Regions from separate parts of the Gossypium hirsutum genome. Here all the other regions are linked to region 2. A link is a contact called in public Hi-C data. All regions are on one chromosome and are shown on one strand. The core of a region is the stretch at or near the end of the contact, and the rest is flanking DNA. Distances in the headings are between cores, read along the strand shown. Region 1 holds the start of LOC107916890. Region 2 holds the start of LOC107916524 (squamosa promoter-binding-like protein 2). Region 3 holds the start of LOC107916542 (F-box only protein 6).

The links. A called contact is a pair of places that touch in the nucleus more often than the background predicts.
Region 1: a contact with region 2 is called in a Hi-C map of leaf, with 4 times the contacts expected there. The contact joins the promoter of LOC107916890 here to the promoter of LOC107916524 in region 2. A contact is called at or near these places in 7 of 34 Hi-C or Micro-C datasets (callus, hypocotyl, leaf and 1 more).
Region 3: a Hi-C map of hypocotyl shows a contact between it and region 2, with 6 times the contacts expected there. The contact joins the promoter of LOC107916542 here to the promoter of LOC107916524 in region 2. A contact is called at or near these places in 17 of 34 Hi-C or Micro-C datasets (callus, cotyledon, fibers and 4 more).

Annotation. Positions count from the first base shown.
Region 1 is chrA01:95,133,652-95,136,373 of Gossypium_hirsutum_v2.1, forward strand. LOC107916890 reads left to right here and starts at 1,286. Exons shown (of 3, transcript XM_016846260.2): 1 at 1,286-1,777; 2 at 2,588-2,665. The coding sequence starts at 1,603.
Region 2 is chrA01:94,783,338-94,786,177 of Gossypium_hirsutum_v2.1, forward strand. It overlaps LOC107916524 (squamosa promoter-binding-like protein 2), which reads left to right and starts at 1,432. Exons shown (of 6, transcript XM_016845790.2): 1 at 1,432-1,573.
Region 3 is chrA01:94,346,921-94,349,620 of Gossypium_hirsutum_v2.1, forward strand. It overlaps LOC107916542 (F-box only protein 6), which reads right to left and starts at 1,384. Exons shown (of 2, transcript XM_016845812.2): 1 at 959-1,384. The coding sequence starts at 1,113.

The sequences.
Region 1 (2,722 bases), core at 36-2,535, 350 kb after region 2:
AACTTCTAAATGAAAGGAATTTCATTTACATTACATACTAAAAATGCAAAGATACATTAAGAACAGGGGCGAAGCTAGAAAATTTTTTTAGGGGGCGAAATTAAATTGTAATTTTTATGATAGTAAAAATACAATTTCACCATTTGAATAATTTATATTTTTATAATTTTTAAATGATTAAATTAAAATTTTATCATTTTTAGGGGGCAAAGTGTAATTTTACCTTTACTAATTTAAAATTTTAAAAATTTTAAAGGCCCTAAATAGAAATTTTCTATTTTAGGGGGGATCGGGGCCCCTACCAACCCCCTGAATTTGCCCCTAATCAAGACACAACACAAACTCATAAACAAAAAGTTTTTATTCCCTTCCATCTTTTAATTTTCAAAGTTTATTCTATAAAGAATTACTGCAAAAATTCCTTATAGAACTTGATACTTTTGTTATTCCCCCACTCAATGTTCGATGAATTATTTTCATCAATACAAAATATTAACAATCATTAGATTTTATTGTATCATCGAAATTCATTTACCATTATTTCTTTTATAAACTGAAATATAAACGGGATGAATACAACTGTTCCATAAGTACATCTTTATCCAATGGAACTCATGAAAAAAAACAAAATATGGTGAAGAATATCATGTAGGATACTTAGTCTGTGAATTTGGCAGTTTGTTGCATGTTTCATTTCAGTTGAATTTTGTCAAACGAAAGGATTTAATGTTTGCACGGACAAATGCAACCGCCCGAAAGAGACAAGACATGCAAGAAAACTATCGGATTCTTCATCATAACTAAAGTCGCAAACAATTAATTTCTGGTGGACCTCAGCCTTCATCATTGTAGCCCAATATTAGGTCAGCTCACAAATAGTTAATTACGCTAACACTTGCTTTTGCTTTTCTCTTCTCTTCTCTTTTCTTTTTGTTAATGCCACAAACCACTAAGTTTGTATAGTATTAGAATTTGTATTATTAATTGTAACCAGTCTACTAGGTTTGAAATTTTTTTTTCTTTGATAGAGAAAAAGAACAATGTTAAATAATTCAAAACACTAAAACTTTCGAGTGTGGAGTTTAAAACTTAAATGAAGCAATTAAGTGTCGAATTTTTTAGCTTTTGTGTTATACGCTTCTATTTTGACATACAGTATATATACTGAATGTTGAATACAAAGTTAAAATAAAATAATAATAATAATAATAAGAGAACGGTGAGAAAATTTTGAATGGGGAAAAGGAAAATTTTAATAAATGGAAAAGAGGAATATAATGGAGCCGAGCAGACTTTTAATGCTTTTCCAGAAGTATAGCAAGAAAGAGAAGATACCAATCAAACAAAGATAAACAGTATGCAAAGTAGTAAATAAAGGGGTCATTGAATATGGACCCATGCCTGCAAGTGCCATTACTTTGCTCTCAAGACCAATCAACTCCCAAGTCCCCCCCCCCTTACAATTTGGTTGAGTGAATGAATTCAAGCTTAAAGCTTAATATTAAAACCCATTTCCTTGTTTCCTTGCATCGAAGGAAACAGCTTAGTTAAAGTGCTCTCTTTTGTCTCATGATTGAGTAGAGGAAGAGAAAAAAAAAAGACATGGGGAATTGTGTTACAGTTTACAAGAATAAAGATCCTGCAGACATTGATCTTAGTGCCCGAATTCAATCACCCATTAAGGAGAACAATGTTAGAAGGGAGCCCTCAATTGTTGGATACGATTCCAGGCTTCAGCCTTCATCTATGGAACAAGAAACTAGTTTACAAGAGATGGGTATGTTTCTAACTTGCCTTTCTTCATTCCTTTATCATCATGGGTTACCCTCACTTCAGGTTTTAAATTACTGCATTTGTTTGATCTCATTTATCAGATATATATAAAATAAAAGTTGGAAACTCTATTTGTTCTTTGGTCATTGGACTGACTGCAATCTGCTTGATTGATCGGGACAGTCCTTTGCTATTTCGCTCAGAACCCTTTGGCTTTGGACCACTCACATTAGCCAAATTAGATATTTTGCTGTTTTTTCTCATTACAAACAAGGGAAACAGTGTTTATTCATGGCATCTTCCTATTTTTGTGTCTTTTTTCAGAGTTGAAAGTTACTGTCCTAACAGCTAACCAAGAAATAGAGGAGTGATATGAAGTTGAGAATCCCAAGTCCTCACCTACTTGTCCCATTGCTCTTAAGTAAATACTCAAACAAGATTATCTTATGTAAATCATCTCTAATTTTGTCAGCAACTATAGTATGTTCTGTGATCTTTCAGTCAAATGGCCCTTTTATTTCTTATTGTATATGTTATCACTGGAATATCAAATATTCTCCTGCAGGCACATGTTCCTAGAATAATGAACTATTTGAGGTTTACTCATTTTACAAGATATGCTGATGTATGAAGCAAAGTGTAATGGCATGATTAATCAAAAAACTAATTCAGTGCTGCATGATTAATCATGCATGCAATGGCAATTTCTTTGCAGGATTCAAGATGGTGTGGATATTTTGCTCCATAAATGCATTATGTAAAATTGGGTCATGTTTAGCATGTGTAATTAAGTGTGCCTATAATTTCTCTCCAGGTAACACAGAGGAGAGCTTTTTTGATTCACAACCTTCGTTAGAATCTGACTTTGAAGATTTCTTCAGTGCCAATGGTGGTGAGAGTCTCCCCTAACTATGTTTCCCCTCTATAGTTGAATCAAACATTGCATATG
Region 2 (2,840 bases), core at 182-2,681:
AATCCTAGCACTTGTGATGCAACCACCCTTACCTCAGACACAGTCATCGTATGTTTCTCACACTTGTCTTGCGAGCATGTCAGCCTTATCTTGCCCACCTTCTAAAGAGATAAAGGTTTTCCTTAGGGTGGGGTCTTCGAAGAGATTCAAAATAGAGCCACTCTTCAATGTCTTGTATCTTATACAATGCTTTAATGCAATTAGTTATGCTAAATTTCTCATCACTTGGTTTTGTGGTGGCCTCATAACCCATCTAAATCAGAAGCAAAAGCACAAAGCAAGTAAATAGCCATAACTGGTAGAAGCAAGTCATATGTAACAGAAGCCACAACCATGCAAAATGAAAGTACACTTCCAAATGCATATGAACTTTAAAGTCACCAATGGATCTTCTAATCCGCCGCTTTTTGGTTTTCTTCTCGCTAACCATTGTGAATCACAATCAGATAATACTAAACCCAACTCTTCTACTATTTATGAGGTAAGGCCGGAACATGGAATCATCCACAAGCTTGACACACAAAGATGTTAAATATTTTCTTTGTTTGACAATTCAACACTTGGAAGAACAATTTATATGACAGATTGATTGTGTGTAGTACGATGTTAAACCACCATCAATATCAACAAAAATGTTAATGCATAAGTAACGGCTTACTTCGTTCCAAGCCAAGGTGAGGGTGACATGTTCTCTTATGGATAACCGAGATCAAGAGTGAAAACTGCTAATATTTGAAGGCTGCAAAGATTATAGCATCAGCCCTGCGGCCGCTGTTCCCATGGCAGTATATCACACAGGGTAGAGGTTTTCCTTCAAGACTAACCAGGGTTATGTAGTGACTACATTGTAGAACATCGTCCCTATTGTTTTTAACCTCTCCGCTAACATTTTCCTTCCAACAAGGAGAACCTATCGCCCTGCCTGTGCTGATTCGTAGAATTCGGAAAAGTTTTCATGCTGCTGAGTTGAAATGATTAAGGAGGAGACGGAAAATCAATATGTCATGAGATTAATGAACTAAAATAGTCATTTTAATCCTATGAGAAGTTAACCAAGCTTTGAAAGCCTTCTAAGTATGAGAATTAAGCTGGTGATAGTGATTGCAGAAGGGAATTATTTTTTAAATAATTTAAATTGAGTTAAAAAAAATTGATTGCAGCGTCATCTTTAATTTAATACACATTTTAATACTTAATTAATTAATTTCACAATCAATCTTTATCTTGCCGTAGTTTCCAATCACGCTGTCGATCCAAGTGGATAAGAAGTGAATTAAAGCTGTCATCGTCGAGTTGACTCGTCATAGCCGAGTCAAGTGAATCGGTTGAAAATTCCTTTCTGGCTCGCTACGAACACTATTAAGTACTTCTTACCGCCACGTGTCCTTATTTTTAATTACTACAGATTTTCAAATGTATAAAATTAGAAAATAAAACGGTAAGGAAAGAAAATGCTTCCGTCCCAAAAAGCGAAGGTATTGTTTTCCGCTTTAGTTGTTTCTGCCATTGTATTTTCCTCTATTTTCAGTCTCCGAGTCAGACTCAGCTGAGGGCGATCGTAAGTAACTCACCAGTAAGTTTCTTCTCTTTCTTTTTTAAAAGATTAATAAAGAGAGTGATAATGAGGAACTAGAATTTCTAAAAATGGAGAAACATCTTGTTTTTGCACCTCAGATTGATACATTAGTTTCTTCATACCTTCTATTATTATATCAATTATTTGAACTTTAGAAAAGGTAATATGAAAAGAAAATTATGTATGCATTTTCAAAAAACAATAAATTCGTTATTGTTACTTTCCTTTTGGTATCTAGTTTTCTGGGGAAAGTGAAGGAAAACGACTACGTTTTCTTTATATATACAGTTTTTCTTTTTGTTTTTCACTTTATATTTCTGGCTGAAATTTATTTACTATAAAATGAATAAAGATGTGATGGCTGATAGCTGGTAAGGGAGCAGATAGTTTCTAAAATTTATTTTCTGTCATGATTTCTATAAAAGAAATTAGTTTTCTTATTTCTGTTTCTGTTTCAGTGCGGAACTACTAACTTCTGTATGCAAAATAAATTTACGACTTATGAGTATAATTTCATTTCTTGAAATGATTCTCTTTTGATGCATTTCTTGTATTTGACTTTTTTGTTGATTGCTTCTTATATTTTCCGTAGGAGTAAGAACTACGAAGAGGTTGCTGGGTACCTTTCTTTTTCCCTTCTTAAGGCTATAACTTTTGATTTATGGTAGATTAGGGTTTAATTCAAAATTTTTTTTCAAGTATTCATCGGTCTCTTGTGGGTCTCAGTCAGGGACCTACTTTGTGGGATTGCCCGGATAATTGAATTATTGAAGTGAATTATTGAAGATGTGAAATTTTTTAGAGTACGGTAACATCAGCGAAGTTTAATCGTCAGATTTTTTTTTCTTTTACCCCTTGAAAACTGTTACTGCTTCCTATAATAATTGGTGAGAGAGAGCCTATTGTTAATGGTGCAAAAACCTGGTAGTTAGTTTCCGATGGGTTGATAGATAAGGGTAAACTCCTCTAGGATTTTGGTCCAAGTGTTGCAAGTTTAGGGAGCGCTTTGATGCACACACTTATTTATTTGGGACTGAAGTGAAACTTTTTATCCGGATGGTGTAGGCTTACTTATTACAAGAGTGAATAGTGAGATCCTTTGGAATTATGCTATTAACATGTCATTGTCTGCAGAATGAAAGGAGAAAAGCTGTACTACTTTTCTTGCTCCGAATTTTTAGACCTAATCCATGATTTTTTTGCATCCTTGGTTAAGTTATCTGTTTTAGAAAGATGGAAATTGATATCTGCGTAAAAACTTGCT
Region 3 (2,700 bases), core at 134-2,633, 440 kb before region 2:
CATTATAAATTAACCAGAGAGCTAGGCCACTCAACATTCATTCATACAATCTTTAAGGAGAACTTCCAAGAGTAGTACAACAACTCTTTGTTACTCGAAACACCCAGGACGTTGTTGAATTAACTAGTAAATTAACTTTCTATTTTCCTTTGCGTGTAGGAACGTGAAGGAAAATTGAAAGGAGCTGATTAGTCAGTGGACTAAAAATTAATCAAGAATTATAAGTTTAAGTTCATGTTCTAAGGAAATCATATAGTAAACAGATACAAATGAGATTCCATCTTCATAGTCAATCATAATCATGCTAATCAACTAAGAAGAAAGATATTCAAGCATCAATTATCAAAAGGCAATCGCCAACAAGTTCAAAATTGACCATCACAATATGTAAAACTTAAAAAAAAAAAACACAGCAGCATGAACACTTAATAAAGATGAGAGGAGGGTTTTGGGGGAGGGGACAAAGCAAACTGAAAATTGAAAAAAAGGGAAAGGAAAACAAAGGCAAAAAGGGGTAAAAAAAAAAAGAAACTACATGATTGGAATACGATGAAAGATACATGCTGAAAACTAAAATTTTGAATGAACTTACTATTTTCGTCAAAAAGAGGTATAAAATAGTTTAGTAATGTAAAAAATGGCCAAAAATTCAAATGCAGTAAACATGCGAAATCCCCTGAAAATAAAAATTAACAAAACGGCAGTGGCATAACAGAAAATAAACAAAAATCTAAACAACGAGAAATGCAAGGAAGAGAAATTAACATTATCGGATAACAAAGGTAATCTACCATTAATCCACCTCATTACACTCCCCCCCCCCAAAAAAAAATACAGAATCCTAGATGAATAAATCTGACAAGAATTCAAAATTAGCACATAAAAAAAATGTGAGGCGAGAGAAGAAAAACAGAAAATTGAAGAGATCTATGTAAAGAGAGAAGGAAAGGAAACGAACCTGCGGTGGTGGTCGTGGAAAGGATGAGGCAGTTGGTGGAGGTGAAGAAGGTGAAAAGGAGAGGACGGAGGAAGCGGCGGAGGAGGAGAGCCGTAGAGATGCAAGAGGTCTTGAAGCTGACCGATGAGCTGCCTAAGCATGGCCAGCCCTTCCATGCCCCAATAACCCCTCCCCTACTCCAACACCACCAACAAAAAATGCTGCTCCCTTTCTCCCTTTGTTGAGAGTTAGCCAGTCATCTGTTTACACGTCAGTGGCATTATTACGATAATTTCTTGTAATAATTCTGACCCGCACGCAACTTTGTCATTGTAATGAATGATCCCACTTGATTTTCACTCCAATATGTATGTATGTATGCATGCATCTACCTTCTTTTCCACTTTTCTCCTTTCTTTTCATTTTTGCCCTTTCCTCTTCTCTTGTATATAAAATATTTTTTATTTGAATTAAATAATATAAATTTATTTTAACTTTTTGAATAATAAAGGTATATTCATAAGAATTTACTAGCATTGAAGTGAAAAGAAAAGGCCAAAAGATTTTAGATTTGGGCCTATAATCATTTTAGTATCCACCATACCCATCCATACTTATTTTTTTCCAATTTAAGTTTTATTTTGATTATATTTTAAGTATGATTTGATTATTTCAGTGCATTTAGATTTATCGAATACTTATTTTTTCGATCTTAAATTAATATCAAGTAATTTATGTTTCATTTTGATTATATTTTAGGTATAATTTAATTGTTTCGGTACATTTAAATTTATTTAATCAAATATCGATTTGTATTGATGCGTACAAATTTATACTAGTTGATACAATTTTTAATCTTTTCACCTTAATATAATTACATTTAAAAAATAATATAATCATTTAATTAAAATTTGAAACCTAGGCCTTATTTTGATAATCAATTGAAAATATTAAATCAATTAAAATAAATATTTTTAGTGATTTAGCTTTTTAAGTACTTTTCAGAATCAATAATAATAATAATCAAATAATAGAAATTTTCAACTAAATTAGAAAGATATGTTTTTTTTAATTAGCCTTTTAGACCTTTTTTTAAATTAGGGAAATAGGTCTTTTTTAGAGGACGTGTTTTCCTTCAACGATCATTTTCCCAACAACTTTTTAAATATTGGCAACAGTAAAAATTTTAAGGGCTACCGGTAATTTTTTTCCTTTAAATACAAAGCCATTTTTTATTTTTTCACTAAAATTCAACTCTCTGTATTCTCTCTCAACTCTCAACTCTCTCAATTCTCTCAATTTTCTCAAGTTTTGTTCTAAAATTTTCAATGCGCTTGTTTAAAAATATTATATTTTTATTTAATTTTTTCATATATTATTCGTTTCGATTAATTTTTCACGAATGGCAAGCCCTCTGATTCGTTTCGACGACAGGCACATTTTAGCTGCTCAAGCGATACTGGTAAGACAAAATTTTAAATTTCATTTTTTCAATGAAGTTAAATTTAAAGTTTTTTATTTTTTAAAATATTTTAAATTAATTTATTTTTCAATATAAATAGGCGAATGATTGTGTTTTGGAGGGGTTCATACATACCTTGTCAAAAAGCTCTAACATCGAAATTTGTAGTTACTTGTAAGACATATGATTCTTGCATGCGTCTCGTATACTTAGGGGCTACAAACTCGATCCTACACTCATTAGCACATTAGTGGAAAGATAGAGGCCCAAGACACACTCTTTCCATTTTTCATGCGTCAAG